Linked DNA regions of Sus scrofa: regions 2 and 3 are each linked to region 1. A link is a contact called in public Hi-C and HiChIP or PLAC-seq data. All regions are on one chromosome and are shown on one strand. Each heading gives the region's core, a stretch centred on a gene start, on an enhancer-like site or on the middle of the called end of the contact. The rest is flanking DNA. Distances are from core to core; before and after follow the strand shown.

Region 1 (3,914 bases), core at 1,224-3,723:
ACAGGCCTTGGGAGCCCATCTATAATCTCACTTCTTCACAAAGGGTGTCAGCTCATCTCCTGCCGTCTGGGGGCGGAGGAGGACAGGGAGGAGGCCGGCGGCTCGGGCAAGGCCAGGGAGTGCTGAGTCAGGGACCCGCAGGCCGGGCGGGGAGGCCACCCCTGGACTCCTCCTCACACAGGCTTTCGGATGGGAAAGGACCGTCCCTGTGTGTGAAGAATGTTTGGCAGACACAGCACAAACTTTTAGCATGTATATTTCAAGATATGAAGAACTTTAATGATGAAATGGCAAGTGCGACTGAAATGTGAAGGCATGATTCCGGACGTGGCTAACTAACTCAGGATAATTGCGTTACTTGAAACAAATATCATATGGCCAACATTTGTGGAAAAGTGATATGAACTAGGCATTCATGGGCCACCTGTAAGACAGGGACAAAAATTGTCTCTCAATAGATTAGAATTTGGCGCACGCTGGCTACAACCAGAAGCAGTTTTTCTTTAGAGGTGGGTCTAGATGAGCCATTTTAGTTATCTTGGTTTGGGAATTAAGAACCTAAACATATTTTGAAGACCAAGTGTTTCGAGAAGTGGGGTCCACCTGCATCTGCCCTTCGGCAGACACAGGAGCAGGGACAGGGTTTGGAGGTGATGAAGGGGGTAAGGGGCCTTCTACATTTTCGTCACCCCCAAATAAGGTGGACATAGGGTTTGGTTATGGAGACCGTGAACAGCATCATGGTGGCTACAAGAAGCTTCAAGAATGAGCACAGATAACTGAAACTGCGCTCCTCAAAAGAGAATCTGAAAATCGACGGGAAGAGAGAAAGAACACCAACAAGTTTACATGCTCAAGGAACTTTCTACTGAAGGCAACCTTTCACCAGGGCTAAGGTTCACTTAGACAGGGGAAAAAACCCCAACACCCTCTAATATAAATTCATGTTGTTTATTTAGGTTAGCTTTTAACCAGCCTATCTAGTTTAAACTAGTAGGCAATCACATGCATTGTTATAGGGTCTGCCTTGAGACCAAATTTTTAATCAATCTATTTATTTTACTAATCTAGTTGCAGTCAGATTTCATACTTAAAAGATCTTGGGAAAATTCTATTGAGAACCCAGGTTTTTTGTAAAAAAGGTTTTTTCTCCTAATGTTGTCAAAAAAAGAAAAAGTCAAATTTAATTGTTTATTTAAGGCTGTGTTGCTAAAAACCCGGGAACACTCCTAGTGTTTTTAATCTTTGAATAAAGGTATGCCAGAAGCATGGCCAGTGTCTGATACCAAACAAAAAGACTAATTCTTGATGGTGCAGAAAATGATCTGTTTTAGTATTTACACCCATGACCACTTCTGAGAAAACTGAAACACATACACAAAAGCCAAGGCCAAACACACACAAAAACAAAACCCAAGCCAAATCACACCAAATGAAAGCCTACCTTCTAAAGATGGCAGCTAGTTTAACGACCAAAAGGTGTGTGCGCGACGCAGGGCTCTACCAAGACGGAGGATACACTGCCCTTACCAAGCACCAAGACAGTGTACACCACCGACATCTACCGTGGTGCACTGCAGAAACAATGCCCAGAGTCCCGCATCGACAATCAGAAGTAAATAAAATGGCATAAACGCCACTTATTTTGGTAAAGGTTCATAAAGACTTTAAAAAAGTATAATGGCTTCAGGTACTTGAAGGAAGGAAGGCAGGAGTGTCTGAATAATGACTCACTGGCTTAAATACTTTAACATGGTTTTCTTTCTGAAGAACAAAAGTCTCACATGAGGAATTTATTAGATGTGGAAAGAAAATTAAAAGTGAACACCAGGTCGGAGGGCTTTTTGTTCGCTAGCATGCACTTGCAAGGGAGGGTTTCTTATTTTCCTCTTACTCCACAAGGCAGCTCCTAAGACTTAACAGGTAATACACATAAATGCAGCTCAAGCAAACAACCCACCCCCGCAACCCAAATAAACAGCTGTAATAAGCAACAGAAATCTAACCAAATTGAACAGCATATATATTTAAAATCTTTCCTCTGTGTAAAAGTTTGTGTACACTCAAGCTATGCTATGTATAAATTTAATCTGTAGCATAGTCCCGAAACACATTTCAAACCCGCCTGTAAATCGAGGTCATACACTGCAATATTCGGTACGATCCAAGGTTACGTTTAAAATTCTACTGTCATAGCGGGTCAAAGCCGTCCCGGTCCCAGGGACCTAGAGGGCACGCCTTCGGCTTTGCTCTGCAGCCTTACCTCTTGCTCCCGGAAGGACTGACTGTTAACATCCAGGACTCGTATAGTCCTCTTAATAGGCAGGAGACCCCCGACCTCGTCATGCGCCACCATGCTTCCCGTCCCCGGCAGCCCTCGGACTGAGCCCGCCGAGTCGGCCCTGCAGGACGCCCCCCGCTCCCGTGGGCGCTCAGCCGTCCCAGGCAGCCATTTGCCCGCCTCCCCGGCGGCGCGGCTTCTGCGGGCGGCCGAGGATCCCGCAGCCCTCCAGGCTCCGTGGGCGGGGCCGGGCGCCGGCTCCGGGGGCGGCACCTGAGGCCACGTGACTGCTAACTGACAGCCCGGCACACCTAGGCCTCTGGCTGGCTCGCTGCGAGGGAGAGAGAAAGCTCTGAATCCAAGGGTTGGGAATTGGCAGGGTGAGCCCAGAGGGGAAGGGAAACTGGGTTAATGGGAGGCTTTTCCTGATGCAAAAAGCCTTTCCAGAGACCAGCCGATTGCTTATCGAGGTTGCTTGCCCTCCTTAGGACTTAGTTGCAGACAAGGATCCTTTTTCTATAAAACCTGAGTACCTAGAGAGTAGTTTAGTACGGACACCTTGACAACTTTAAGAAAATCGTAAGTCAGAGTTAAATAACGTATACACTAAAGAAAAGCCTAATTATCCAGGGACCTTGCTTTTATCTTACTTAAGTGCAAACATTTTCACAATTGTGAGATTATCCAAGCCTTTACAAACTGGTTCTCACCGTTCTCAAGACCAACAGAGTAAGCACAGTAGGCAGGCTTCAGTTCCCTCTCTTCCTAAAGTAAGTCTTCTGTGGGGCTATGGGCAGCAGTATAATTGAACTACCTCGAATTTTAAAGTTCAGTGTTTCTTACACTTACAGAATATAGATATTTCTTCTATATACGTAAAAAACATGATACCTGTGTAAGAGATTTTTTAATAAGAAATACATAAAAGATGATTTCTTCCCTAAAAATATATAACAGGTTGAAGAGTAAATACTACAGAATAATAGTGGTCAGAGACTATAAGGACAAATAATGTATAAAAAACAATTTACTGAAGTTTGCAGCACAGTGTTACTTCTTGCAGGAAGGACCAATGCTATCCTTCTATAAACACCAGTGTTTAGGATGCATTCAGGATGATATTAATAATCTGACTTTCTATTTTGCAATTTTTGAAAATCACAATAGCCAAGACATGGAAACAACCCTAAGGGTCCACTGACAGATGTATGGGTTCGGAAGATGTGGTATATATACACAATGGAATACTACTCAGCCACGAAAAAGAACAAAATAATGCCATTAGCAGCAGCATGGATGGAACTAGAGACTCCCATATTAAGTCAGAAAGACAAATACTATATGATATGATACCATATGATATGTGAAATCTAATAAATGGCACAATGAGCCTTTCCACAGAAAAAAAAATCATGGACATGGAGAACAGACTTGTGGTTGCCGAGGGGGAGGGGGAGGGAGTGGGATGGACTAGGAATTTGGGGTTAATAGATGCAAACTATTGCCTTTGGAATGGATAAGCAATGAGATCCTGCTCTCTGGCACTGGGAACTATATCTCGTCACTTATGATGGAGCATGATAATGTGAGAAAAAAGAATCTATACGTGTATGTGTAACTGGGTCACCATGCT
Region 2 (3,897 bases), core at 505-3,004, 100 kb before region 1:
ATACTTTTAAACCACACATATAGAGGAGAAGTTTCAAGAAAAAAAATCTGTCTCCTTTAATTGGTCATTTAGAAATGACGGGGGTGGGGGTCAGTTTCCTGAAATGGGCTTCCTGCTGTGCCCAGGGACGGTCCTCCCCTCGGGTGGGGTCTGGGCAATTCTACGCCCTCCTCCGTCATCGGCACCTCACAGAGGACACAGGACTCCATCCTTCAGAACACGCACTCTCACGGGACACCCTGCATGGCCTGGATGGAGTCTCCCTCCTTTCTTTCTTCCTTCTTTTTTTTTGGCTTTTCTAGGGCCGCACATGTGGTATATGGAGGCTCCCAGACTAGGAGTCTAATTGCAGCTGTAGCTGTCAGTCTACGCCAGAGCCACAGCAATGCAGGATCCGAGCTGTGTCTGCGACCTACACCACAGCTCACGGCAGCACTGGATCCTTCACCCACTGAGCGAGGCCAGGGATCGAACCCGCAACCCCATGGTTCCTAGTCCGATTCGCTAGCCATGACGGGAACTTCAGGCTTCGCCCTCCTTTCATAGCATCTCAGCTCCCTATCATATCTGGGGCCCTGAACTCCATTCTTTTTTGTGCTGTCCTTAAAATATTTTAGGTCCATTTGTCAGCTTGCCTCTCCAAATTTCAAGCAGGTCCCTTGTGTCATTTTCATCTAAACTCTTTCTCTTTTTTCTTTTCTTTTCCTCCCTCCCCTCCTTCCTCCCTTCTCTCCCTCTATTTTCTTTCTTTCCTTTTCCAGCTTTGTTGAGCTATACTACAGACCACACTGTGCAGGTCGAAGTTGCACAAAGTATCGATTTGATGTGTGTACAGCAAAATCATTGTAACCAGCAACGAGGTTGGTGACTTGAAAAACAAGGGATGCCTCCCGAATTTGGGGGTCACTCTTGCTCAAGGGTCATGCTAATTGTCTCTGCATTGTTCCAATTTTAGCCCTTTAGTTATTTCTAATTGATTAGCTCCATGCCTCATAGGCATCGGGAAGTAAATGCAGGAGGCAGTTGTGTGTGAATTTCACTGCTAGTTTCCTGTCTGAATTCTAAGAACCTGGAAATCAAGGACTTCCAGGCATCAGCACCAAGTCTGCAGAATAGGACAGAGGAGGAGTTCTGAACATCAGGGTGTGAACACTCAAGAGCAGGAAAAATGCCCCAGAGAAGGTCGTGAAACCTCGCAGGTCATGAAACCTCGCAGGTCATGGGTCATTGCATTTGCCTCCTGGGTGGCCCAGGAGCAGTTGCTGCAGGTGTGGCCCAGAGGGGCTCCCAGGACAGGGCTGATGGAAAGCACAGCTGCAGTGGGCTCCTCCATGTCCTCCCAGAGGTGTGCCCAGGGGGAGCTCAGCCCAAGACCCTGTGACAAGCACAGCTTCGGGCTGTGGCGTCACGGGGCTTGGAGGCTGTGAGTCCTGCTCAGTCCGAGGGGGCACATTCCAGGGGATCGGTTTGCAGTGCTGGGCGCACATGGGCCACCCCGGGGCCAGGCCAGCTGCCCCTTCACCGCTGGCCCAGCTCCGGCCATTCATCTCCCGCAGCTGTTGGGCGAGAACAACAGGTGAAAGCAGCCCTGGCCCATTGTCCCAGGAAGCCTTTAGCCACGCTGGCCACCCCCGCGCTGTGGCGCAGAGCTCCAGCTTCGAGCCCTTCATGCTGGCAGGCCAGCTCTGTGCACTGCGACCTGGAAAGACCTCATTCCAGACCTCGACTCAAAAGGTCCCCACGTCTGGGCCTGGGAGGCCTCCCGGGGGCCTCTCAAGGGGCTGGTGAGAGGCAGCGACAGGTGCGTGCGGCCCTGGAGCTCAGCCCGGCCCTGACGCTGCAGGGCAGGGGACGCTCCGGTCACATGTGCACAGGCCGCAAGTGGGGGCTCCTGCAGGCTGGGCCCCGTCACCAGTGCACAGCTGGGGGCACCTAATGTTTCCCGTGCCTTCGTCAGCCCACCTCCCCAAATCTCCAAGCTGACCCCTGGGAGAGGTCATTTTATCTTCTAAGTCCTTTCTAATGGCTTAGCTGGGAGATCTGTACACACAGTTATCCTTGTGGGGGCGGCGGGGGGGGGAGGTAAAAAGCAAAATGCAACTGTGTTTGCACTGCATCCTGTCCAAATTCTGAGGAACTAAAGTGAAGCTATCAAGGCGTCCTGGATACGTCTGCTACATATGACAGAACGACCCAGGAAGACGGAAGGTCAGGGCCTTGGGGGGAGTGGCGAGGAGGGCTGTGAAGGTTGGGGGTGCCCTCAAGCCCGGTTGGGGGTGCTCTGGTGGAACCCCGGCTCAGCCACTGTTCTGTCCTGCAGCCTCGGCGCCCGTTACCTCCTTGAGAGGCAAGGCCAGCCCCAACTCCCTCCTTGCTCTGCTCCGCCCGCTCAGACACCGTCTCACCTCTTTGTCACTTCATCACCATTTTTCTCTTCTTGGGGCAGGGGAGCAGTGAGTATGGGGACCGACAGAGTCACCCTGAGGCTGGGAACAAAGTTTGGAGCAGGGAGGCACTTTGGCCCCCAGCTCATGAAAAGAATGATGGAAAAAAAGCACAGAAGGCTGGTGAGTCTCTGGACAGCATCAAGTTAAATTTTAAGGGAAACGTGTGATTTCCCCGCAAGCAGCCTGATGCGGGGGAGGGGGTGGGTGTGTCGGGGGGGGGAGCAGGCCCCTTCCATGCCCGCTGTGGGGGCACCACAGAACAGAGCTGCTCCCGAAGCCGGGCATGGGAGGGTGGACTCGGGGCTTGGGTCTGCCCGACGGGGCGGGGGCGTCTTTGTCCACCCAGGGCTCCTCTCCCTTCCTCCTTGTCTGCGCAGCCCAGCAGGCAGCCTGGCCCATCACAGCTGGGCCCAGCTGTCACCAGCACAGTCACTGGCACAGAATGAGGGGAGCGGGTAGGAGCTGGGACAATTCGCCTGCCAACCCCGCGCCTCCAGGGTTTGAAATTCTGGGCACCAGCCTCACTCCTCAAGGAACGACTTTAAAAGATGCCATTTAATTAGGCTGCTGCAGTCATCAAGGGGGCAATTAGCGAGCGTCCCTTTATTGGATTTTCTGGAAACTGTGTCTGAAACTGTGGAGTCACCATTCTCTCCTCCCTCCGCCTCCGCCTCCCCCAGGCCCTGCCTGCCTGTCTCCCGTTCTGATCAGGGCCCTGGGGGCTGTTTCTCTGATCCCATCCAGACGGCTTTCCTGACGGCCCCACCTGGCCTCCCTCCCTGCACCATTTTAAGCCTTTGACAGTTGCCCACTGGCCACAGGTTGAGGACTAAGCCCCTCACTCAGCTTGAAGACAGATGCCTTCATTGTCTGTCCCCATTCCACCAAAGACCCCCCCTGGAGGAGAACTCCCCCCCCCACCGCCGCCCGCCACGGCCACCCCCGCCCCTCATGGTGTTCCCCCTGCCCCCGCATCCCTACCGGGAGATGGGGGTCTGAGTTCAGTTCAACCCTGAGCCCCCCTTGGGGTGTCCTTCTCTGGGACTCTTGTCACCTGTTATGGGAGCAAGGCTGGGTCGGTTCTCACCCCTGGCTGGGATGTAATAGCATCGTTTTTTTCATGCACGTATTCTCTCCAGCCAGGGGACCATCCCGGGTGGTCCAGGACTGTGTCTCAGACCACGGAGGTTCTGGGATGCTCAGGTCATGGTGTCTCAATAGCATCGGTAGACTCTGAATTATTATTGCCAGCGTCTCGGGCAGGGTGGGGGTGGGCAGCAGGACGTGTCACAGGCCAGTGGCAGCTGCACAGGATACTCTGCACCTGGCTGCTCTCTATGGAAACTGGGCCACACGGCCCCTGCAAGCCCAGAGCAGGGCTGGCTATGTGGCCACCACAGGCTTCAGCCAGGGGACGGGAACGGCCCGCAGTGCCTCCACTGGGGGTGAC
Region 3 (4,063 bases), core at 530-3,029, 120 kb before region 1:
ACCCACTGAGCGAGGCCAGGGATCGAACCCGAGTCCTCACGGGTACTAGTCGGATTTGTTAACCACTGGGCCACAACGGGAACTCCTAAGCTCCTGTTTCTTGAGCTGCCACTTTGTGACATGGGAACGGTCCTGGGGATTGAGTTCTTTCTTTGTTTTTCAGACAAAAGGTTCTGAGTGATCAGACCATTTATTCAAGGTGTCTGCACGTCTCAGAACAGCCGAGCCAGTCCATTCCGCATTCCTTGTCTGGAAAGGCGCCTTTTCCCTTAGTCAGTGCTCTCTGGAGGCACGGGGCCTCCTGGCTGCCCTGGGACCGTCACTGGCTTGAGGGACTCCTCTGTTCACAGTCTCATCAAAACAAAACAAAAAAAAAACCAACACAAAAATTGTATTTCATGACTGTGTTGGTACAAAGATGAATATAATCCAGGCTGGATTATTATATATTCGTCGTCATCATTATTAGTTTTAATGGCCACACCCCAGGCATATGGAAGTTCCCAGGCCAGGGACTGAATTGGAGTCACAGTTGCGACTTAGGCTGCAGCAATACCAGACCCTTTAACCCACTGCACTGCACAGCAACCTGAGCCACCCTGGTCTGATTCTTTACCGCAGCAGGGACTCCTATATTCATCATTATTATATTCATTTTTTTCCTTCAGATTTTACAGGAACTCCAAGTTGAAACGTTTTCGCTGGCCCTTAGAAGCATTACGGGCCGAGCACTGCACCTTCTGTGCCTAGAGAAAAGCCAGCCTGTGTGTCTCAGCCTGATGAGGCGACAGCTGGGGGTTTGTCACCAGAGGGTGGGGGTGGGGAGGCAGGACGCTGAAGGCAAGTGGGGTCTGAGCTCAGTAATGGCTGAAGCCAGAACCAGGGAGGTCCCTGAGGTGGCGTTGTAACCACAGCAGTCACCTCCTTGAAGCCTGGGTTCCTCCGTGCAACAGGCCGGGACCTGGAGCCTGGGGCCCAGGCTGCAGTGCTTACACCCGGACAAACCGACTCCTCCAGCAACAAAACAAACTATAAGGCACTAAAAATAACTGTGTGCTTGCACAGTTGGGGCAAATTATGGACAAGAAGATACAAAAAAACTAAAAACCCAACTGCCACTCCTGAAGAGGCCAGAGCAAAAGAAGGGAACTGCACATGCTCCCTGCACAAAAATACCACCAAAGGGGTGGGGAAGACCACCTAAGCCTACCCTCAAGCCCGACTCCCAGACCCTCCCCTCCCCTTACCCCAAATAAGGAATTCGCTTGTCCCCCCACCCAGCAGGCCAGCAAGGGAAACTTTTCACTCCCGCTGATGCAGTGGAGGCCAAGAACCCAGGAGGGTAACATCTGCATGTCTGCAACTCTCACGGACGAGGCTAAAACTTCATCCCAAAATGGTGCTTGGCCACTGCAAGAGTCTCCCTACACACAGGCCCTTTCGCTTCCCTGGGGGTGAAAAGGGCCCCGCAGGGCAAAGCTTCCGGGAAGGGTGGCCAGCCTGCCATTTTGGTGTTTGGCCACAAGGGGGCACCAATGGTCCAGCCTCCAGCCCAGTATTATCAGCTGTCCGCCCAGGCCTGGCCTGGTCTGCTGAGCTGTGCGAAGCCTGGGCCAGAGCTGGGTGTTTCTCTAGAAGGCCCCTCTCTCCTGCTACCCTCAGTGAGCCCTGTAACACAGGACACCGAAGGCAACACAGTTACAGGAAAACCCTGATCAGGGAGGTGGACCTGGGCTGCCACCGCCCCTGTCGCCACTGAGCTGTGTGGCTCTGGGGCAGGAGTGTCACCTCCCCGGCCTCGGCCTCCTCACTGAAATACTCAGAGCAGACTGTAAAGATCTGAGGTCACTTCTGCTCTGAATTTTAATTCTGCAGGAAATATGGCTGGGCCAAAAAATAGCTGCACACATGGCCAGTTTCCTGTTTCTGCTCTGCCGTGACCTTGGCTGGGTGACCTGGTGCCAGTCACTTTCCCTCTCTGGTTCTTGCTTGCTCACTGTGAGAAAGAGGCCTTTCAATGGGCCACCAGCCTGTCTGCAGTGTCCCTGGTGAACTTCGACTTCTGCTGAGAAAGGGGAGGCATCTCAGACCAAGGGGACTGGATGCAGGCAGCTCCACACCTGGAAACCAGACCCTTCTGCCCCCAAGTCTCTGAGGCCTGGAGGAACTGCTGGTTCTGGGGGAGCAGAAACACCCCCTGATCCTCCAACAAGGGTTCCCACTGACTTTTCTTGGAACCCCCTGTGATGAGGGGCGCTGACCTGTTGCTTTTGTGGGAAGTGTCTCCAGGACACTGGGAATTCCAACATCCCGTGTCTCCAGCATGTGGCCCTAGGCTGGCAGCAGTTCCCCCAGGAGCAGAAGTGGGGCAGAAGAGTCAGCTGAGCACTGATTAAAACTACAGAGCTCTAGACCTGTTCCTGGAATTGATTTTGTACATCTGCCCCCCCCCAAATCAGCATTCTTTTATTTATTTGCTTTTTAGGGCCACACCCATCGCATATGGAAGTTTCCAGGCTAGGGGTCAAATCAGAGCTACAGCTGCCCGCCTAGGCCGCAGCCACAGCTATGCGGGATCTGAGTCGTGTCTGCGACCTACACCACAGCTCACGGCAACACGGGATCCTTAACCCACTGAGCAAGACCAGGGATCGAACCCGCATCCTCATTGATCCCAGTTGGGTTCGTTAGCACTGAGCCACGACGGGAACTCCCGAAATCAGCATTCTTTCAACCAGCCGCCAGGTGAAAGAGTGCCATAGAAATGTTGAAAGAACAAGTAATTTTCATTAGTGGGTGGGTTTTTTTTTTTTTTTTTTTTTGGTTTCTTCTTGTTTTAAATTGTATCTCAGCACCTTGGAATTTGGGGAAGGGGGATGTAAAAATAGCCATTTTTCAGAGCCAGGCTTTCTCGTCTCTTGTTTAGTCTGGGGCTGTGTCCTTGGCTTCTCCAGGGCTGCGGTCACTGTGGAACCGTGGAATGCTGGTGGCAGGGCCCAAGTGGCACCCCTCAGCCCCCCAAGCCTGCCTGGGGGAGCTGGCCGAGGGTGCCTCTCCTCCCGGGGAGGCGGGGGGGGAACCTTAGAGGCCAGAACCCAGGTTCTCTCCTTCCACTGCACCAGCATGTGACAACCACCTAAACCACAGAAGCCAAGTGCGGGCACCTGAGGGCTGCCTCCTTTGCCTTCCCACCTAGTCCACCCCCTCCTAAGCCCAACCCCGCTCCAGGCAGGGTGACCTCGCCGCCCTCCTCCTACCCTGTCCCCCTGAGGGTGGGCTGCTCCAGGTACTGCCGGGAGCCCAGCCTAACCTCTGACCTCGGCGGGGCAGGGGTCCCCAGACCCCCTTGGGGTTGCCTCCCCTTATCAGCCCCCGACCCCCCCCCCCCCCAGCGGCACTCTCTCCCCTGCTCCATAAGCCAGGCTCCCAAACCAGTCATAACAAGCTCACAAAAGAGGAAAGGAGGGGAAATGTTTTAAAAAATGTATCTTGGCCTCAAAACCCCAGGACCGGATTCCCTTCCAAGCCACATAAAACAGCGAAGTGACAGGGCGCCTCGTGTGGGCTGAGGGCGGCTGGTGGAGAAAGGGCTCTGCTGCGGGGGAGGGGCACTCCGGGGAGGATGTGGGCGTCTGGAGGGACCGGGTGGCATCAGACCTGCTCCCCCTCAATCCCGGCCCCCCCACCCCCACCCCACCCCACCCCACCCCACCCCCGGCCCAGCCTCAGCGTCTGGCGGGCGGCTTTCCTGCTAACTCCGGCCACATGCTCTCTCGGCCTCGCCCGCCTGTGCGCTGCCACCCTTCCCTCCGCCTCCAGCCCGGTTGCCACCTGGCTTCTTCGTGCCCCTCTTCCCGGAGGCCGGGCGCTGCGCGGGGGCTCGCAGGCTCTGCGTCCAGACGCTGCAGCCCGAGGGTCAACTGGGGGTAGGGGTGGGGGGGGGCGGGAGGGGGGGTGATCCACCTGCGGCGGCCGCTGTGTCCCTGAGACCTACCCCCCTGCCCAGCAGACCCCCTGCTCTCAGCCCCGCGCTGGAGCGTGCAGACCGGCCCCTCGGCAGGAA

What was found. A called contact is a pair of places that touch in the nucleus more often than the background predicts. HiChIP or PLAC-seq counts read pairs in DNA pulled down with a chosen protein or histone mark.
Region 2: a contact with region 1 is called in an H3K27ac HiChIP or PLAC-seq map of skeletal muscle. The contact joins the enhancer-like site here to the promoter of NET1 in region 1. A contact is called at or near these places in 6 of 47 Hi-C or Micro-C datasets (embryonic fibroblasts, fetal skeletal muscle, omental adipose tissue and 2 more) and 1 of 2 datasets of contacts at active chromatin or transcription factors (skeletal muscle).
Region 3: a Hi-C map of retroperitoneal adipose tissue shows a contact between it and region 1, with 4 times the contacts expected there. The contact joins the enhancer-like site here to the promoter of NET1 in region 1. A contact is called at or near these places in 2 of 5 promoter capture datasets (fetal skeletal muscle and liver), 26 of 47 Hi-C or Micro-C datasets (blood, brain, embryonic fibroblasts and 14 more) and 2 of 2 datasets of contacts at active chromatin or transcription factors (alveolar macrophages and skeletal muscle).

Annotation. Positions count from the first base shown.
Region 1 is chr10:65,435,873-65,439,786 of Sscrofa11.1, forward strand. NET1 (neuroepithelial cell-transforming gene 1 protein) reads right to left here and starts at 2,474. Exons shown (of 11, transcript XM_003130825.6): 1 at 2,264-2,474. The coding sequence starts at 2,356.
Region 2 is chr10:65,336,652-65,340,548 of Sscrofa11.1, forward strand. All of the region lies in intron 3 of LOC106505208, which reads right to left. Among named protein-coding and RNA genes, the nearest start is that of ASB13, 64 kb to the left of the region's middle. Within about 2 kb of position 1,755, at least 7 of the 83 cell types and tissues checked have an H3K27ac peak or open chromatin away from gene starts, as enhancers often do. A contact at or near this core is called in fetal skeletal muscle and skeletal muscle, where this site is marked.
Region 3 is chr10:65,311,827-65,315,889 of Sscrofa11.1, forward strand. All of the region lies in intron 3 of LOC106505208, which reads right to left. Among named protein-coding and RNA genes, the nearest start is that of ASB13, 39 kb to the left of the region's middle. Within about 2 kb of position 1,780, at least 44 of the 83 cell types and tissues checked have an H3K27ac peak or open chromatin away from gene starts, as enhancers often do. A contact at or near this core is called in brain, fetal liver, fetal skeletal muscle and 3 more, where this site is marked.